Regions from separate parts of the Mus musculus genome. Here region 1 is linked to region 2. A link is a contact called in public HiChIP or PLAC-seq data. All regions are on one chromosome and are shown on one strand. The core of a region is the stretch at or near the end of the contact, and the rest is flanking DNA. Distances in the headings are between cores, read along the strand shown. Region 1 overlaps Ces2h (carboxylesterase 2H). Region 2 holds the start of Ces2e (carboxylesterase 2E).

The links. HiChIP or PLAC-seq counts read pairs in DNA pulled down with a chosen protein or histone mark.
Region 1: a contact with region 2 is called in an H3K4me3 HiChIP or PLAC-seq map of intestinal villus epithelium, with 6 read pairs. The contact joins the enhancer-like site here to the promoter of Ces2e in region 2. A contact is called at or near these places in 4 of 39 promoter capture datasets (embryonic stem cells and liver), 1 of 484 Hi-C or Micro-C datasets (nephron progenitors), 2 of 115 datasets of contacts at active chromatin or transcription factors (intestinal crypt epithelium and intestinal villus epithelium) and 1 of 9 other capture datasets (adipose tissue).

What each region holds. Positions count from the first base shown.
Region 1 is chr8:105,007,382-105,011,589 of GRCm38.p6, reverse strand. All of the region lies in intron 1 of Ces2h (carboxylesterase 2H), which reads right to left. Among named protein-coding and RNA genes, the nearest start is that of Ces2h, 8.7 kb to the right of the region's middle. Within about 2 kb of position 1,334, at least 9 of the 459 cell types and tissues checked have an H3K27ac peak or open chromatin away from gene starts, as enhancers often do. A contact at or near this core is called in intestinal crypt epithelium, intestinal villus epithelium and liver, where this site is marked.
Region 2 is chr8:104,923,721-104,927,721 of GRCm38.p6, reverse strand. It overlaps Ces2e (carboxylesterase 2E), which reads right to left and starts at 1,462. Exons shown (of 12, transcript NM_172759.3): 1 at 1,326-1,462; 2 at 510-714. The coding sequence starts at 1,401.

The sequences.
Region 1 (4,208 bases), core at 85-2,584, 84 kb before region 2:
TGTTTACCTGGACACAGAATTCCAGGTCTATTAGTTCATAGTAGGTTCCACTGGGATGTCTACGAAAACCCCGGGAGGCTCCACCCCAGCGGCAATGTCAAGGTTTCCCCCCAGAATGCCTTGCTAGCTGTGAGGGTGGGACCATGGCTTTTGAGATTCCGGAACTATACAAAATCAGGCAATTGGCAGCAGCAGCAGCCTCTGAAAGCCAGGAGGCCATGGCACACACTGTGAGAGAGCACCAGGGTGGCGGTTCGAATACGAATGCTCTCCTTATGCCCAGATGTTTGAATATTTGATCCCCAGTTGGTGGCGCTGTTTCAGTTCGTTTGGAAGGCGTGGTTTCGCTGGAGGAAGTCACTAGGCTTGCTTTTGAGGTCTCAAAAACTATGCACTATTTTCAATTTCAGTCTCTTAGAGTGTGAGATGTGAGCTCTACACTCCATCTGTCGCCAAATCTGCATCTGACTGCCATGGTAGCTTTGCCATTCTGGACTTGTATTTTTCTGAAACTATAAGCCCAAATAAACCCTTCCTTGTATAAGTTGCTTTGGTCATGTGACAGGAATAAAAAAAAGTAACTAGTATAGCAAGCAGTGTCACATGGATGGGGACACTTGAGTCTCTGGGGTCCAGTGCCTGTTCCCATGAGTACAGCATGCTGGACTTGCAGTTTTGAGAGACTATCTCTCCTGCTTGTTTTTTTTTTTTTTTTGAGTTTTCTTGGGCCCTGACACTCTTTTCTATTTTTCTGTTCATTCTTTTGCAATGGAAGTGTTAGAGTCAGCTTTCTATCGCTATAAAAAACAAAAACAAAAACAAAAGAGAACAAGACAGAATAAGCCCATCATGACTGAAGGCAACTTGGAAGAGGAAGGGGTTTATTTCATCTTACAGCTTACAGTCCTGAAGGGAAGGCAGGGCAGGAACTCAAGGCAGGAACTGAAGCAGAGACCTGGGAGCACTGGTTCTCAACCTGTGAATATCTTGCATATCAGATTATGAACATTGCAATCATAACAGTAGCAAAATTACAATTATGAAGCAGCAACAGATCATTTTATGGTTAGGTATCTTTCAACATGAGGATCATATCAAAGGGTCCCCGCATTAGGAAGGTTGAGAACAGCGGCCCTGAAGGAAACCCATCCACTGGTCTATTCTCCATGCTTTGCTTAGCCTGCTTTCTTACATATAATAAGGGGAGGCAGTTTTCATAATGAGCTGGACTCTCCCACATTAATCATTAATCAAGAAAATGCTCCCACAGGCTTGCCTACAGGCCAATCTGCTGGAATTCATTTCTCAGTTTAGATTCCCTTTCCCCAGATATCTTTAGGATTGTGTCAGGCTGGCAAAAACCAACCGGCACACAGACTGTTTACTCTGTGCCTGTTTCAACATTCACTTTTTCAACTATCAACTATCAAAGTTGTTTTTTGAAGACTCCCAGCTAGAAGGGATTTTCCTTGAATTTCGGATGGGACTTAGGACTTTGGGATCATGTCCAAAGGAGTTAAGGGACCAAAAGCATGGCCTGAGCATATTTTGTACTGTGAGAAGGACATGAATCTGGGGATTGGGATAATATGCTGTGATGTGGGTCTATTTTGTCCCTCAGAGGTTCATATCCTGGATGCTTACCCTAGGGTGCTGCTGTTAAGGTAGTGGAGCCTTTAAGAAATAGTGTCTAGTGGAAGGAGCCTGATTCATGGGTCTCTTCATACAGGAATTACTGCTGGAGTTTTGAAGCAGGTTAGGTCTTGCAGTGAGAGTGAGAGACAGAACTCTCAGACAGAAGTAACAATGGCCATTCCCAAGGCAGATTGTTTCTTTCACCGTGAGTGCTCTCTCCTACATGTTCCTACTGTGAAATGCCATCAGCGTGTTGTGACATAGTTAGGAGACCTCCACAGAGCCTCACTGGAGTGAGCCACCTGATCATGGATTTTCAAACTCTCAACTGCGGCCTAAACAAAACCACTTCCCCTGGCACCGCGATCCAACCTGCTGAGATTTCCATGTGAAAAGGCACACCCACCCCTTCCCTGTCACATGCTGTCCACACAGGGTTTCATGTGGAAAGAGATCTCTACCCATGAGGTTTAACTCCATTTGCCAGCCACTGACGCCTCATGCTGGCTGTGCTTGGTACAGCAATAGATAAGAATATGCTATAACATCCACAACGTTAGACTTGTCAAATTAACTGATTATTTTTGAAGTGAAGCCTTCTACTGAGTGGTATTAGGGATCTCTAACTCGTACTGTGAGGTGATCTCTGTGTTAGGCAGAGTTAAATTGTGATGACAGAAATAGAGGGAATCTGTAATTATTTTGGTTGTAAGTAAGGGCCAGAGACTTCATTCATTCTTAGATAAACTCCAGAGCTCTGTGTGTGTGTCCCAGGGACCTTGATATTTCCTGTGGAAGGACCAGGAGCAGATGAGATAGAAGAGGGCAGCTTCCACATGTGTGCTCTTCTAAGACTTGTTAATGATGCTTTCTGATGTGGGCTCAAGCTAAGGACCATTTAAAAGGGGAGCCATTTGGGAGGCTGAGCATACCTCTTGCCTGGAGGGTCCTGGTGACTTTTGAGAGTGGTATTGAATCATACAAGGGAAAAGGCCATTGGAGGTAAGGCACGAAGGATAGGCAAGTGGCCTTCCTCCTGGGCAGAGTGGAAATGGGTGGCAGGAATTAGGGCCTTCAGGAGGGGCCCTTGAGGGAGAGAGGATAGAGATGGAGGGACATGCTCTGATGTTCTGTCCACTTAACTCCAGATAAGGTGCAAACTGCTTAGCAGGCACAGAGTGCTCTCTCCTTCCCCCTAAAAGCTGAGTCATGCCACTGTCCCAGCCTGGCCAGATATTTGATGTAAAAGGAATCCTGTGACCTCTCAGCTCTAGTTTCAGTGGCAGGACTGGGCTCCTTTATTCCCAAGAGCAAGTAATCTTACTTGAGTACCTCTGAGAAAACCATGCTAACACTCTGGCTAGGGCAATGATACATTAGAGTCAAATGGCCACGGAGGGCGTGGTCATGTTGTTTAGTACTTGCCTGTAGCTTAGCTATAGGTGTTGGGAGCCGCGCCCACATTCGCCGTTACAAGATGGCGCTGACAGCTGTGTTCTAAGTGGTAAACAAATAATCTGCGCATGTGCCAAGGGTATCTTATGACTACTTGTGCTCTGCCTTCCCCGTGACGTCAACTCGGCCGATGGGCTGCAGCCAATCAAGGAGTGACACGTCCGAGGCGAAGGAGAATTCTCCTTAAAAAGGGACGGGGTTTCGTTTTCTCTCTCTCTTGCTTCTCTCTCTTGCTTCGCTCTCTCTTGCTTCTTGCTCTCTTGCTGCTTACACTCTGGCTCCTGAAGATGTAAGAATAAAGCTTTGCCGCAGAAGATTCTGGTCTGTGGTGTTCTTCCTGGCCGGTCGTGAGAACGCGTCTAATAACAATTGGTGCCGAAACCCGGGACGAGAAAAAAACTCGGGACTGGCGCAAGGAAGATCCCTCATTCCGGAACCAGAACTGCGAATCAAGGTTATAAGGTTCCCGTAACACAGACTGTTGAGAAGGATTCAACTGCCGAATTCAGAACTCATCAGCTGGGGAACGACGGTGATAAAGGTTCCCGTAACACAGACTGTTGAGAAGGATTCAACTGCCGAATTCAGAACTCATCAGCTGGGGAACGACGGTGATAAAGTGTTCCCATAAAACAGACTGTTGAGAAGGATTCAACTGCCGAATTCAGAACTCATCAGCTGGGGAACGGAAGTGAGAAATGGCTTTACCAGGTATGTTTGGCCTTGAACTTTTTCTAGTGTTAGGAGCCCTTTTGTTCCTTTTCACATGTTATATAGTGGTTAAGGCAGGGCTGAAAATTCTAGAGGAAATTCAGGGTAATCTATCAGAAGTAAAGCGGGGAGAGAAAGTAGGAGCAAAAAGAAAATGTAGTACACAAACTAAGTATACAGGCCTTTCCAAGGGTCTTGAACCCGAGGAAAAGTTAAGGTTAGGTAGGAATACCTGGAGAGAGATTAGAAGAAAAAGAGGAAAAAGGGAAAAGAAGAAAGATCAATTAGCGGAGGTCTCTAGGAGATACTCGTCACTAGATGAGCTCAGGAAGCCAGCTCTTAGTAGTTCTGAAGCAGATGAAGAATCCTCCTCTGAGGAAACAGACTGGGAGGAAGAAGCGGCTCAT
Region 2 (4,001 bases), core at 213-2,712:
CTCTCAGGACCTCTACTTCACACGTAATCTTCAGAGGAAGGTTTTATATGTTTCTTTGGACAATGGCACTTGGCTCCTTTGGTTGTATGAGGAACTGTAGAGGCTGGAGTTGTGAAAGGACACATCACTGCTGCCCTCCTGAGAGACTTATAGTACATTATACTTGACTCTGGGCTCTTGCTGGTTAAGGTGTTTATACTGACCTTTGTCCATAGACCTCATTTATGGTGGCAGAGATCACTTGGCATATTCTGAATCTAGGAACCATTCATATCTGTTTCTCACTGCAAAACTGAGAGATAACGTATAGGAACTGATCTTTGACCCAGGAGACTGGCAAAGTTTTTTCTATTAGAAGCCTTAGCTATGTATCTAAAAATGCACAACGCACTGCACATCATAGACAGAAAACTTCTATGGGGTTGAGAAGAAGGAAGCATTTCATTTGCTCCCAGAGCTTAAAGCATGCTTTTACCCCCGGCCTGCAATTGTCTAGGTCCAAAACTTACATGTTTGGATGTGAGGTCCCATCCCTCACCCCACTCCATGGCTCAGGGGCCTCAGGAGGTGCAAAGCGCAGTGGTCCTACAGGAGGCTTGGCAAAGGGGATTCCCAGGAAGGTATGAACAGCGATGTCAGTGTCCTTCACGTGGACAAGGCTGCCTCTCACCTGGCCTGTGTGTGTGTTCCTGATGGGGCTGGCTGAGTCCTGACCTGTGGGTGGAGATGCCAACATGGTTAGTTTTGCCCAGGCAGTTGCCACTACATGGTTTATTCCCACCTTATTTTCACTAAGTGCCCATGGGGAAGGGAATTTGGGGTGTGTAGGCTCAGGTGTGGGATGTGCGAGTAGGAGCTTCTACATAACCCCCAAGCCAGGAACATTACTTATACTCCTTTTGAATGGTAGCAGGGCATGTCTCTAAGGAGGAGACATGCTCAGAGCCACTTGACAGCATGGATGTATTCTTTTCATCATCACCGAAAGGTCTGTAGCAGCCACAGTCACACAGGGAGAGAGGAAATGATACCTTTGCTCTCTTTCCTCTAACCTTCAGGTGCAGCACTTCTTAGCCCTTCTTCCACTGGAATGATTGTTTTTGGAAAGGGGTGTTCATAGGTATTGCTGACCCTCTATGTGCAGCAGGGTTCACTCTGTGGGCTTTGGTGAAGGCATTGGGAGGCACACATTTTCCACCCTTTTTATCTGCCATCTTTACCAGCTTTTCCCTCCCTGGTGACTTCCCTCCCACAAACGAACCTGCTGACTCCGAGGAACTGAGCAGCTCTGACCTGTTCCTCATTGCTCACTGAATGACTCTCACCTTGCACATGCAGAACGAGAAGCAGGACCCCACAGGCCACAGCATTCAGCCATCCAAGAAGTTTGTATAGTGGCATAGTCAGCTCTTAGATCTGAGTCTGTGTTGCTCCAGGATATCTGTGTGCTATGGACAGGAAATAAAAGATGTGGGTCTTGCCTAGGCAGGAATTTGGACCTAAAATAAAGTAGGCAGGAAATTCACTAGGGCGGGGCAAAGTTCGTATTGCCAAAGAAGAGCAGGCCAGCAGGAAGCCAAAGCAATCTCTATTCCTGCTCTTTGGCCTCCTAGAAAGGTATATCATGCCATCTGAAGTCCTTCTGTAACACAGGGAGTCCTATATTCAAGCCTAAGTCAATTCAAACCATGATCACTGTCCTTGTACTCATTGGGCAGATGTTAGTGTTGTTCTGGAGTTCAGAGAACAGGAATCTGTAACAGAGACAGCCTGGGGGGCTTCTTCAAGTAGGTATGTATTCAAGATAAGAGAGGGGAGGGGGAGGGAGGGGGAGAAGAGAGGGAAGGAGGGAGAGAATGTGTTCAGAATATGTCCATTACAGTGATCTTAGGGTCTATATGGACCCCTCCACATGTGTCCTGGCTATTTCACTGAAACACCACAATGTGGCACTTCGCAAGTCTCATTCCTTATTCACACCACCTCTGTAATATATGTTTCCTCTTTTAGCCAGCTCCTGCTGAGATCAACTTTCATAGTTCTTTATCTACTTAAGGAGCACTTTCCATTTTTTTCTATTTCTTTCTTTCTTGTGCATGTGTTTATATGCATGTGTGAATGCCATGCCACACATGTGAAATGCCTCTTCCGTCAGTCAGATCATTCCACCATGTGGATATAGGGGACCCATTTTAGGTCTCTGGCCTTTTGAAAATTCCTTGGCACATTGTGCCATCTCCTGGTCTTCACTTAGCAAACATTTACTCAGGTCCTGCTAGTCTAACACTGAACTCTCAGTGTCTGAGCTCTCAGAGTCTATGATAAAGCCAAAGGTACAGGTCTACACTAGGTGTGTAATAATCACAAAGAACCCTGGCAGAACACACCAAAGAGTACAGGACTAGGAGCTCCCACAATGCCCAACGGATCTCCTAGAGGGCATGATACAGGGATCAAAGTAAGCCTGAAGTCTGAGAATTTGCCTTCACTCTGTATTTCCAGATCCTGATAATTTATGGGCCTAGCACTGCGGGCGGAGCTACATCCTTAAGGCTTCTCTGTCTCTGCAAGCATGATACAGCCAAGCCTTTCCCTACCAACACTGGCTATTGTTTCAATGTAGTGGCTGCAATGCACTCCTGACCAGTCTGCTGTCCCAGCCCTCACTGGCTGCTCCTCTCCCTCCTCTCAGTTCCTTGAGCAAAGAAACTGATGCGCTGTAGGGCTACGAGGTCGTCTTCAGTTCCTTCTTTCTCAGGGTCAAGGAATCAGCATCTTCAAGTTTTCAGGGCTTCCTGGTGCTTCCTCTTAATACAAGACTTTCTCAGCTCTACTGGTGTAGTGGTTTGAAAGAGAATAGCCTTTACAGACTCATATATTTGAATGTTTGCTTTCCAGTTGATGGACTGTTTTGGAGGAATTAGGAGGTGTGCTCTTGTTGAAGGAGGTTTGTCACTGGGGGTGGGATTTGAAGTTTCAAAAACCCATGCCAGGACAAGTCTCTGCTTTCTGCTTATGGATCAGAATGTAAACTCTCAGCTACTGCTCCAGCTCCGTTCCTGCCTGCCTGCTGCCATGCTGCCCACCAGGATGATGGTTCTGAACTCATCCTCTGAAATGTAAGGAAGCCCCCAATTAAATGCTTTCTTTCACAAGTACTCTTGGTCATGGAGTTATCTATAGAACAGTAACTGGGAATGCTGGGAAGGGGTGGTAGAACCCATGGGCTTTGTTACTTACTGCACATTTATCCAGAGACCCTCATGTTGGTAATTGCCAAGGCCATAGCAAATATGTGGAATGAAGAAGACTCTCAGGTGCATTTCTTGGAAGAAGTGGAGAGTGAGCTCAGGAACAGGGAGAAGTGGGGGAAGCAGAAGCTCAAATTCTATTGAAACACCTGCAATAGATACTCCTTCACACCGATTCGGTGCAAAGATATGGGGTCACCAGTGTCCTCAAACATGCCTGGAGGAGATAAGAATGATACAGTCATAGAAGACAGCTTGGCCCAAAGAGAAGAAAATATTAAGCTAAAAAACAAAACAAAACAAAACAAAACAAAACAAAACTAAAACAAAACAAAACAAAACAAACCCTGTGTTTGAGAAAGTTCACAAGAGCTTGATGGGAAGTAGTAGGAATCAGGTTGCTCAGGTGTGTATTAACTGGGGAGTGGGTAAATGTGTTGAGTGCATATGTAGAATGGCATTGTTTAGCAAAGGACGCAATGCTTGAATAAATTGTACCTAGTAATGAGACTAGTCACAAAGAATTCCTTTTCATGATAGGACAGCCCAGAGCCCTGATGTTTTCAAATTTTATGCAGTTTACAAACTCTTCCATCAGAAAGAAGTCATATGGTTGCTAGGGAGCAGAGACCAGGTGATGATTAACAGGAAGGATCATGAGTGGATTTTTTTTTTTTATACTTGAAGTGTGGGTTGTTGCTTATCTCATACTCTTATGCAGATTTACCAAGATATGCTGATACATGGTAA